Regions from separate parts of the Mus musculus genome. Here region 2 is linked to region 1. Evidence: chromatin contacts called from public HiChIP or PLAC-seq data. All regions are on one chromosome and are shown on one strand. Each heading gives the region's core, a stretch centred on a gene start, on an enhancer-like site or on the middle of the called end of the contact. The rest is flanking DNA. Distances are from core to core; before and after follow the strand shown.

The links. HiChIP or PLAC-seq counts read pairs in DNA pulled down with a chosen protein or histone mark.
Region 2: a BATF HiChIP or PLAC-seq map of CD8 T cells shows a contact between it and region 1, with 5 read pairs. The contact joins two enhancer-like sites. A contact is called at or near these places in 1 of 15 datasets of contacts at CTCF or cohesin (the NIH/3T3 cell line), 5 of 484 Hi-C or Micro-C datasets (the CH12 cell line, bone marrow-derived macrophages, embryonic limb bud and 2 more), 6 of 115 datasets of contacts at active chromatin or transcription factors (CD8 T cells, Th17 cells, astrocytes and 3 more) and 2 of 9 other capture datasets (adipose tissue and liver).

Annotation. Positions count from the first base shown.
Region 1 is chr4:63,664,079-63,670,106 of GRCm38.p6, forward strand. No RefSeq gene overlaps it. Among named protein-coding and RNA genes, the nearest start is that of Gm42294, 29 kb to the right of the region's middle. Within about 2 kb of position 4,408, at least 93 of the 459 cell types and tissues checked have an H3K27ac peak or open chromatin away from gene starts, as enhancers often do. A contact at or near this core is called in CD8 T cells, where this site is marked.
Region 2 is chr4:63,925,229-63,930,467 of GRCm38.p6, forward strand. No RefSeq gene overlaps it. Among named protein-coding and RNA genes, the nearest start is that of 8030451A03Rik, 57 kb to the right of the region's middle. Within about 2 kb of position 3,138, at least 10 of the 459 cell types and tissues checked have an H3K27ac peak or open chromatin away from gene starts, as enhancers often do. A contact at or near this core is called in CD8 T cells, where this site is marked.

The sequences.
Region 1 (6,028 bases), core at 3,158-5,657:
TCACCTGTGACCCCAGCATTCACCTGTGACCCCAGCATTCACCTGTGACCCCAGCATTCACATGTGACCCCAGCAGTCACCTGTGACCCCAGCATTCACCTGTGACCCCAGCAGTCACCTGTGATCCCAGCATTCACCTGTGACCCCAGCATTCACCTGTGACCCCAGCAGTCACCTGTGACCCCAGCAGTCACCTGTGACCCCAGCAGTCACCTGTGATCCCAGCATTCACCTGTGATCCCAGCATTCTCCTGTGACCCCAACATTCACCTGTGACCCCAGCATTCACCTGTGACCCCAGCATTACCTGTGACCCCAGCAGTCACCTGTGACCCCAGCATTCACCTGTGACCCCAGCATTCACCTGTGATCCCAGCATTCACCTGTGATCCCAGCATTCACCTGTGACCCCAGCATTCACCTGTGACCCCAGCATTCACCTGTGACCCCAGCATTCACCTGTGACCCCAGCATTCACCTGTGACCCCAGCATTCACCTGTGACCCCAGCATTCACCTGTGACCCCAGCATTCACCTGTGATCCCAGCATTCACCTGTGATCCCAGCATTCACCTGTGACCCCAGCATTCACCTGTGATCCCAGCATTCACCTGTGATCCCAGCATTCACCTGTGACCCCAGCATTCTCCTATGACCCCAACATTCACCTGTGATCCCAGCAGTCACCTGTGACCCCAGCATTCACCTGTGACCCCAGCATTCTCCTGTGACCCCAGCATTCACCTGTGATCCCAGCAGTCACCTGTGACCCCAGCATTCACCTGTGACCTCAGCTTTCGCCTGTGACCCCAGAATTCTTCTGTGATCTCAGCATTCATTTGTGACCCCAACATTTAGTAGGTGAAGGCAGGAGTGTTAGTAGTTCAAGATCAGCTTTGGCTACATGGGAAATGTGATACATTTAAGATACAATAAGATACATTCTGAAGTTTAAAAGAACTGTGTTTCAGTGGGACAGTGCAGAGGGTCAGAGACATCCAGGAGTACATAAGAACTTGATGCATACCCTACAGGTGGAACAACATTATGAACTAACCAGTACCCCGGAGCTCTTGACTCTAGCTGCATATGTATCAAAAGATGGCCTAGTCGGCCATCACTGGAAAGAGAGGCCCATTGGACACGCACACTTTATATGCCCCAGTACAGGGGAACACCAGGGCCAAAAAGGGGGAGTGGGTGGGTAGGGGAGTGGGGGTGGGTGGGTATGGGAGACTTTTGGTATAGCATTGGAAATGTAAATGAGCTAAATACCTAATAAAAAATGGAAAAGAAAAAAAAAAGAACTTGATGCATGACACATGTCATCACACATCAACCAGCAAGGTTTCAGTTATATGCAGGTAGCGTGAAGGGTGGGTTAACTACCTAGATCAGAGTATAACTCCATTCCTGTTTTAACTAATGCGGAGGCTGATTTAATGTGAAGCAATAAAGACAACAGAAGACAACACAGACACACAGTCACATAATTTACAGTCTAGGAGTGTGGATGACCCTTAGGAAAACCTTTCAAATCTAAGGCCTATAAGGGAAAGAGATGGATTTTATTGTAAAGGATACATTTCTAACCATGGATTTAGAGACCAATAAGTCAGGACCTCCCTTGATAATCCCTAGACCAATAATTATCAGCTGAAGAATGTGTTCCTTTTCTCCTGGGACATCTGCCAATTTCTGAAGACACTTTGGGGTGTCACACGGAGCTGTGTGAACATCCCTAATGTGAGAGGGACAACGCCGTAGCAAAGGACCATCTGGCAAAATATCAATCATGCTGAGACTAGGAGACCCTGATGCCACAGGCTGTCACACATGATGCCACATTTCAAATTAACACGCCACTGAGAGGCTTTATGAATTGACAAGAAAGACAAGGGGTCCTGGCAAGTATCAGACAAATAGACATCTTACTAATTGGCTCCTCAGTATATGAACAGAGGCTTAACCTTCGAAGAGATGAGCGTGAACACAGTGGTGAGTTGTTACCCTTTGAGACTGACCTGACCCGGTGAAAAAGTTAGATGATGACTGGGTGAGTTGGTGAAAATTCATTGCACAGTTAGAATTTATATATTCTCTGTATGTCTGTCACCCCCCTCCGCAGAAGCCTTCAAAGCAGCTGGATTTTAGCTTCTCCTTTTGGATAAAATGACCCTTTCCTTCCTCTCCTTTCCCCTCCCCTCCCTTCCCTTCCCCTCTCCTGTGTGTGAGGCAAATAGTTCACCGAATGAGCCATTTCTAAGCCATCTCCTATTTGTTTGTTTGTTTTTTTAATCCCACATTCTCCTAGCTTGCTCAAGCTCCCACAACAAAATTCTGAAGACTGAAAGGCTCAAATGGCAGAACTTTATTTTCTCATTTCTTTGGAGACTGCGAGTCTGAGGTCCAGGAGTTGCAAGGATGGTTTATCCTGAAGCCCGTATGATGGGTTCAGAGATGGTCGGTGGTCTTTTGATGTCTCTACAGATGTTGCCTCTGTCTCATAAAACACCAGTCCTAATGAATTAGGACCCAGATCTACAACTTTATTTCAACATAATTACCTCTTTAAAGATTGTATCCTCAAATATAGTCTCGTTTATAGATACTAGGAGTTCTGGCTTCAATATTTGAATTTTGGCTGACCTAGTTTGTTAGGACAGGTGCGTGCCATTAAGGGATTATCCAAAAGAAATCTTGAGAGACTCCTTGATCCTCAGATATTTTCTACATTGCTGCATTCAAATTGCCAGCATTTTAGTTAATTTTTTAAAAACCCTGTGTCCACTTTTAGCTTTGTTTGCTGTTTTATTTCATGCTGCCTTCTCTATCATGGTTAAGTATCATGGTTATAATAGGTTCCTAGAATGAGATAATTTTTGTTCCTTGTTTGATTCTGCAAAACTGTGGTTGCCACCTAATTTTATGTGTGCCTTGGGGGCTTGGTGGAACTGAGCACTAACTAGTACCTCAAACAAAAGTACATTTAAGATGAGAGATGGAGCAGGAAGAGCTCATAAAGGCAGTTGATGAGCAAGACCGTGGTCTATCTTTTATTCCTGGGGTCCAGTTTCCAGCCCCTCAAAACACAAAGGAGCAAACAGAGCAAGCTGGACCAAGTTTGTGCACTGTTCAAAGAGAGTCTTCAGTAGCTTCTTACTACCTTCCAGAAATAGCCCACCCTTTACCACAGAGTTCCGGTTCTGATAACCATCAGTTTTCCATGTTTTTCTCCCCAACCCTGAAACAGTTCAAGTGTATTAGCATTTATCTCTCCTCTAGGATTTTGCTAGAAATGCTGCTCCACTTGTTCCTTGGCCAAGTCCTCCACCACCCCTAGTTCAGCCAGGCAGAAATTTCTCTTAACGCTTCTCAGAGCCTCCCTCTTCCTTTAGATTCAATGAAGCCACCTTCTCTTGGCATCTCCTGCCCTTCCACCCTAGGTCTCTTGATGGTAGGTGCTCTTCTGTGGCTGTGGTGTGGTTGAGTTGTGGGTGAGCTTCAGTGGGCCACACTGTGGAAACAGCCTACTTTTGATCAAACATACAAAGAAACGAGCCAGCCTCAGGATTGTGTCTCTAGCTCAACACTTCCCAAGTTCTTGTTTGGGAATGAAGTAGAGACAAATGGACATGATGTTCCTGATGTCTACAGGAGATGTCTTCCCTCACTCATGAGCTTGGTGAGTCACTAGGGTGTCCTTCAGAGAGGGGTTAAAGCCTCTATCACCACTGTTATTTGTCCTGCTTTCTTCTACCCATGAAGGTCTTTTGAAACATTCTTGTCTTGGTCTTGAGTTTCAGGGATATTGACCTCTTAGGGAGCCTGATATTATCCTATAGATCTTACAGACAGGGAGACTGAGACCTAGAGGGGCTAGATCTGTATCTACTTTCAGAGAAGGGGGAGGCAAGGAGAAAGCAGGAAAGCAGGAATCTTGCCTCCAGGTGGAGACTCCAGCTAGTCTTTTTTTTTTTTTTTTTTTTTTTTTTTGCAAGACTACATGCAACACCAGTTTTCATTTCTCCTATATTCTTTTCATCGTCTCTACTCCTCCATCCCACCCCTACCCTCTTTCTATGGACTGAATCTCTCCTCATTCTTGTATTGAAGCTCTAGCCTCCCAAATGTGGCTCTGATGGGAGACAAGGCCTTTAAAGAAGTAATCGGTAGCATGCTAGTGTTACAGGAAGACACACTTTTGAGTTGAGAGGCCAGTGGCAAGGTGGTCAGCGGCAATCCCCATCCCAGGATGCTGTATCAGGTATGGGAAAGTGCTTTTCAACAGCTGCACCATGCAGGTCAGTTGGTTCCCTCCCCTCAGGATGCACTGCTGAGCTATAGAGGTCTTGCTGAGTGTTCACACCCACACACCAGTTCCAAGAAAAGTAAAGCGATGGGGCTTTTGTGGTTTCGTGAGTCACACTGGCTACTCTTGCCAAGTATTCAAATCTTGTGGCTAGAGGAGCCGAGCCATGCTTTCTGACTATTCAACTGTTTGCTGACTGTGGCTTCAAGCTGTTACTTGCATGAAGTCTTCTCTGGTCCAGAAGAAAGGCAGGGGAGAGCTGAGAGGACCTGAAAAAGTGTTTCAAGATGATCCCAATACTGGGCAGTGGAGTGTCCAGGATGTGAATGGGGAAGTTGTGAGGAATAAGATATTCTAGTCTGGGAGAGAAGAAGACACCCGCTTCTGATTGGAGAAGATTAAGGAAGGGCTGGAGATGCCAGGTAGAGGTCAGGAGAAACTCAGTAAGCAGACGTGAGGTGAGAATTGTAAGGATTTAAGGATCAGGGGTGGGGGGCAGGAAAGAGAGGAGAAAGCAGAAAGAGAAAGAGAGGAGATACGAGACAAACCCTCAGAGGATGCCAGTGCTTGGGACTTCTGTGCTGCTTTGGGTTTTACTTCCAATGCCACTCAGGATGCCAGGGAGGAAGGAGGCAGAGGGTCTGAGAGAAGAGGCATTGTGATTAAGCAAAGAGCAAGTAGGAGAAGGTGATGTTCTTGCATGAGGGTTTAAACATTTACTGTCATTTATTTTTGACACATCCATGCTTGAAGGATAGATGTCCAAGACCCTGGCACCAGCATAGTCAAGAACTGGAAAGACCCAGAGTGATCTGCTCAGATGGCCAAATGGAGGCTCTGGTTTTATGACTTATACATCAAGTGTATGTGTGTGCATGCATACACTTCTGTGTGGGTGCCTGTTCATGAGTACCTGTGTGTGCAGAGGGCAAAGGACAATCTTGGGTTGCTTTTCTTCAATTAGAGTCCATTTTCTTCTTCTTCTTCTTCTTCTTCTTCTTCTTCTTCTTCTTCTTCTTCTTCTTCTTCTTCTTCTTCTTCTTCTTCTTCTTCTTCTTCTTCCTCTTCCTCTTCCTCTTCCTCTTCCTCTTCCTCTTCCTCTTCCTCTTCCTCTTCCTCTTCCTCTTCCTCTTCTTCTTCTTCTTCTTCTTCTTCTTCTTTGAGTTGTGATATTTTCACTGTCTTGGAATTTCTCAAATAGGCCAGTCTTGCAGGCTGGTGATTCCCTGGGATTCACATGTCTCTCCCTCTCCATTGTTGGGATTATGAACACACCCCAACACACCTGGCTTTTTCATATGGATTTTGGAAAATGAACTCAGGTCTTCACACTTGCAATCAAATTACTACTGAACAGTCTCCTGAGGCTTACTCCTGTTATAACATCACATGGTACTCACCTGTCACTACTGGGCCGCTTTTTCAAGCATATTATTCTCCAAGCAACGTTGATGCTCAAGTCAGCAGTATCTACTGCTGCACTGTGTGGCTCTCACTCTGAAGCCAACGGCTCCATATTATTATTATTATTATTATTATTATTATTATTATTGTTGTTGTTGTTGTTGTTTTTGTTGTTTTTTGGTCAGGGGGAGTTTATGGCTTTTGAACTCTGGATCTCCCTGTTTCAGAGGAACTGCTTGCTAGGCACTGATCTGGGGGCTTTGTCACCTGATGAAGGGTTTCCAACATGGGCAGCCATGATCTCCATCATCA
Region 2 (5,239 bases), core at 1,888-4,387, 260 kb after region 1:
AGAGCAGCACTGGTGTACGATTTCCTCCTGGTCTTCATTCATTTGGTGCTCTGCAGATGGCAGAAGGCTGGGGAACAAGAAGGAAAGAAGACAACCACAGAAGAGACAAGAATGACCTGATACTTTGCTGGAAAATGGGTGCAGTTGTTTACTGTCTTGTTAAAGTAAACAAGTCAGACTCACAACGATAAATACATGCTTGGTCTCAGTTATGGAAATATATGTATATATGCATATATATTTCATATATGCCATTTATATCACATATATGAAATAAGACATAAAAGTAGAAGGGAGACTTTGGAGGAGGAGCAGGGATCCAATCTGACACTGTAAGAACAAGTGAATGTATATATGTACAATGAAATAGGTCAAGGTACGTGGTAACTTTGTTCGGATGAAAATGTAATTAAGATCACCATTTTATACACAAATATTTATTAATAAGGAACAAGCAAGTAAAAATAAAAGTAATAATATAATTTCTGTGAAAAAAGGAGAGAAGGAATGGGCACTGTAACACTCTATGTGTCTCCCATGAGGAGAGCCCATTTACTCTCAACCACACCGGGTGCATAACTATACGGAAGTGCATGGAAGTGAGTGACTGGTGTGTCAGGAAGTTTCCATATAAATATTTTGTTTTCTCTGTACCTACCTATATGTTAATGTCCCAGGGTGTCATCATCCAGTGCTAACTTAATGACTTAATGCTTGATGCATGAAAATTTACCAACATAAACAAACATACTTTTTATTCCGTATTTAAAGTAGGCCTTCTCTTGGGGAACTTTGCAGGCCTTCAGTCTCTGGAATGTGTTCTGAATACAATAATGTAAGACTCTGTTTCTGGTTCCCTTAGTCCCACTGAAGCCATAATCTGCTTATGTAATGCAAGGAGCTCAGTGGAATGTATGATATAGGTGACATAATTTTCCAAGTCAGAATAGAATGCTGCCTGGCGAGTACTTTAGGTCCACCCCCTTATCAAAGACTTACCTGGTGTCTTCTCAAGTGCCTTATTGGCAATACACTCTGTGACATCGTGACTGAAAGCTTGGTGTTTGCAATCAGAGCAACCTGGCCTTTAGAACCCAGCTTCTAGCCACCATTCACATATCAGGAACAGTTTCATCTCCACCCAGACTCTCTTGTCTTGTTTCTGCTCCACCTATCCCAACCTGTTCACTGCAACCCAAGTGACTGGTCTGTGCCTATAACTGGCATTTCAAAACCAATTCCTTTTTTTTTTTTTTTTGGTCAGTTCTAAGTTTTCTTTGTTCATTATGCATTGCGTTTCTACTCTAGGAAAACATTAAAGCTCAGGAATGAATAAGTGAAACGTGACAGCATTCTTTACAGCAGGAAGAATGAGCTGCATCTATCTGTATGCAGATAATGAAGATAAATCTGTAGTCCATCCCCATGAGAAAGATGAGCATGGTGTAGTTACTAATCCCTCTATTCATGCTCACTCTGGGAACTAGAGAGAGGAAACTAAGTTGAGACTTATTTACTAAAATAAGGCTTCACTGTGGAGCCTAGAATGGCCTTAACCGCCAGATCCTCTTGCTTTGGGATTCCAAGTGCGACAATTACAGTGCATGCCACCATGCCCAGCAGTAGGCTGCAGTTGAGGGGATCAGTAGACATCACATCCTCTTATTTGTTCAAGTTAGAAGTCACTGCACTCTAGAGACACAGATAAAGTTCTGTGTGTCTCTTCCTGAGTGCCTTTCATGTAGACAGAATTGAGGAAATGGCCTACCCTTTCACTATCCAGTAAAAGCAAGAAGGGAGTAAATCAAACCAAACCAAACCAAACCAAACCAAACCAAACCAAACCAAACCAAACCAAACCAAACCAAACCAAACCAAACCAAACCAATCCAAACCACCAACCAACCAAAAAGAAAACTAACATCACAAACAAACAAACAAACAAACAAACAAACACCAAGGTACCAGATGCAAACTCTGTCTCTAATTATGTTTCTGAGGAGCCCTGGTGTCTTTTACCTTTCATTCTCTGGAGGAATGACCTAGAAGACTGGTTAAGCTGGTTGATGGTTATTGGGGTGATGCAGGTCCACTGTTCTCTAGACTTGCCTATAGTCTTATGTTTTAGAATATATGGATTGGATGAGTACTGTTTTGCTCATGTTTTTTGGGTGTGGTTCTCCACAAACTCACAAATAGGAAGTGAAGCAGTAAGGTTTTCACATATCAGGACCCAAGAGTTTCAACCAGCAGTTAGGGCCTCTTGCCTTTTATGTAGCCCTCCTGGGCTCTGGGCTTGGAGGGTCAGGCTCCTAGGTTTTAGACTTTCATTTCAAGTTGTCATTGTCTTCTAAGTAACTTTTTTCCACAGCTTGTCACAGAACTGGTTTTCCTGAATCATGCTCTTTGTCTCTCAGCACTGAGATCTCGGTCACCTTTGTGTATGGTGACACTTCTTCCTCTCGTGAACACACATTCACCTGAAGACCAGAATGCCGTAGCTGATTTACCACTGTAGCTTGTTCATCACGATCAGATCACTGGCTTCTTTCTTAAGCACTTCCAACCCATTTCCTACTCTGCCAGGGAATGGGTGGAGCTGCGCAAGTGTCTCTTCCACTGGGTGGGAAAATAGCAAGGGAGACTTCTGTTCTTTTCATTCTGTTTTGGTACATGGATAACAACGAAGTTTGCCAGTGTTCTGTAAGCACATTTGGGCCTCAGGACTTATAACCTTTTCCCTTGTTTCTGAGTCTCCCCCACCCTGCGACTTTGTTTTCTACAGGGATTCAGGAAAAGTGTTTACACCAGTGTTCTGCAAAAGGTGCAATGAAAAGCATCAGAAGGCTGTTTTTTTTTTTTTTTTTTTTTCATTTTTGCCTTCTTGGATTCCTGGATCACAGATGGGAAAGCAAGTTCCTTTAGTTAACCCTTCATCTTTGCCTATCAATCACACAGACCTGTCACTCATAGCTCTGGATGTATAAGTATCTGTGGCTACTTAACTACTGTGTCTCTTTCTTAACTCAAACCATCTGCCTTTCTCTGTCCCAGCTTCTGTCTCTCTACTCTGTCCTTCCTCCAAGGTGATAAACCAAGAGTTTACAGTAAAAGCACAGGAAGAACCAAGTGATGCATTCTCTTTAGGAAAGTACCTGGTCCCCTGGGGAGCAGGGGGCAGTGCTGGGAGCCTCTTCCTCCCCTCCTGAGTTGTGGCTCCTGAGGACTTTCAGTACAGACCCAGCAACCCACCCTCAGTCTTTGATGTGGCTTAATGAATACTTGATGCACAGTGGCCCAAATTTTGAGCCACGAAAACCCTTTCTACTTCTTGCAGGAGACCCTGGGACTCACAGGGCTTTGCCTACAACTCAACATTGTCCAGAACTCGCTCTCAGGACTGTTCCTAGTTGCAAGGATCTCAACTTGTGGTAAGACTGTAGGCATTTAATCAGAGCAGGTTGGGTGGTTAACTGCTGTCTGCTCAAACTATAGTTGAAGGCTCATTTTCTTTATATTCTCTTTTCTTTTCCATTTCATCCTATTTTTCCCTTCTCTTTTGGCTACCTGCCTCTATTTCCCTTTTAGAAGAAAACTTATTTCCAGTGGAACTTCCTAATGCCTAACATTTCCAAGACTAAAGGAGGGACTTTCAGGAGTATCCTGAGCAGAAGAAAGAGTAGGGAGGACAGTAGGGGATAGTCATTCCAAGGCTTGTCCTAAATGATGCTATTTCCTGCTACAGATGCCTAGATTCAGTGATTTATTTTGGCTTGGGTTTTGACCTTTCTTTCAGATCCCTAGATTCAAAGCATCTGTCCCCTTCCTCCTAGGTGTGGCTGGCAGAAGTGCCCTCTTTCCCTGAGGACTGAGCTCTTTGCTCAAAACTCATCTAGAATAGAGGCCAGTTGTCTTCTTTCTTTTAGATAGCCTCCTGAAAGTCTTCCCCTCCTCACTTTCCTGTAACCCATCCTGAGGGAATACATGGTACTGATTCATGTCCAGGTCTCTGAGAGCACTTGGTATGGTGGTAGCAATGGGTTTCTCAGTATCTGTTCGCTATTGTTGGTTTTGGTTGGTTCAGCATAGGGCAGACAAGGAAGCAGACAAGAGTCTTGTCTTGGAAGAGCTTTCTGACCACATCTCCAGAGATTTTGTCTGAGTGCTTTGGGTGGATGTGGTGACCTCTTAGTCTTCAGTAAACCCCAATTCCCAGAGTTGTCCTCCTCTTTGTCGCACAGCCAATGTTCTTTCTTTATGAAGTGTTCTTCTCCTCTGCCAGTACTGTCTCTGCTTTGAACTACATTCTGGGCTATTCTAAACACCATCTAAGAGGATCAACCTTAAGATTGTAGTTAACTTCTGTCAGGATTAGGGCTCAAACTTAAATCTATTTGACCTCAAAACAGTGTTGGTGACTCATCCCTTTCCTAACGCTGTGGAGTAGGAAGACCTGCTCAGGTTACATGGACAGCAGCTGGAGGCTGGAGCTTCCCTGCATTGCTGTGCTATGTACTCAGCTCTATAAAAGTGAACATCACTTGTGCTTTGAGAGTATGGGCTAATACTTATAGGATAGTGTTTGTCCCTGCCTAGACCCGGTACCACCTCTGTTATATCATCCTACTCCTGTCTCCTACCCTCTGAGGATCCTAAGATTCTAGAGAGTCACAGGCTTGACCTTCTGCCACCAAGCTGTCAGGGAATAGCTCATCATCAGCAATAGGCACGCTGGGAATGACATAATAGGATGTTTCTGTTTTCACTTTTTCAGTGAAGAAACTCCTTATCTTCATAGTAATTTCTGGGACTTCAATAACTCCATCCCCTCTGTGCCTGCTGGATAGCACTATAGATGCAAACATCTGGCGCATCAGAGATAGAAACTCTCAATAATCCTTGGTATTGATTTAATTGGCAAATCAAATGAGGTTCATTATTGTCCATGGTAGGTAGGGGGAAAATGTATGCTCACACACAGAAGGAAAACAACCTGGTTCTAATTATAGGGTTGCATGTTTCCAATGGGCCTCTGCATCTCTGACCCCATGGCTATACATCCCATACATTAGGTCAGCATGACTCAGTCACTAAGTAACTCTGCCCTAGGGTCTGCGAATCGGTTTCAGGAAAGCATTTTAGGTTTCCAGCGATTTAGGGTGTGGGTGACCTGAGATGCTTGTAGAGGGGAGACAGGATAAGAGAGGGTATTCATGTAGGGGAGGCCAATGGGAATTTA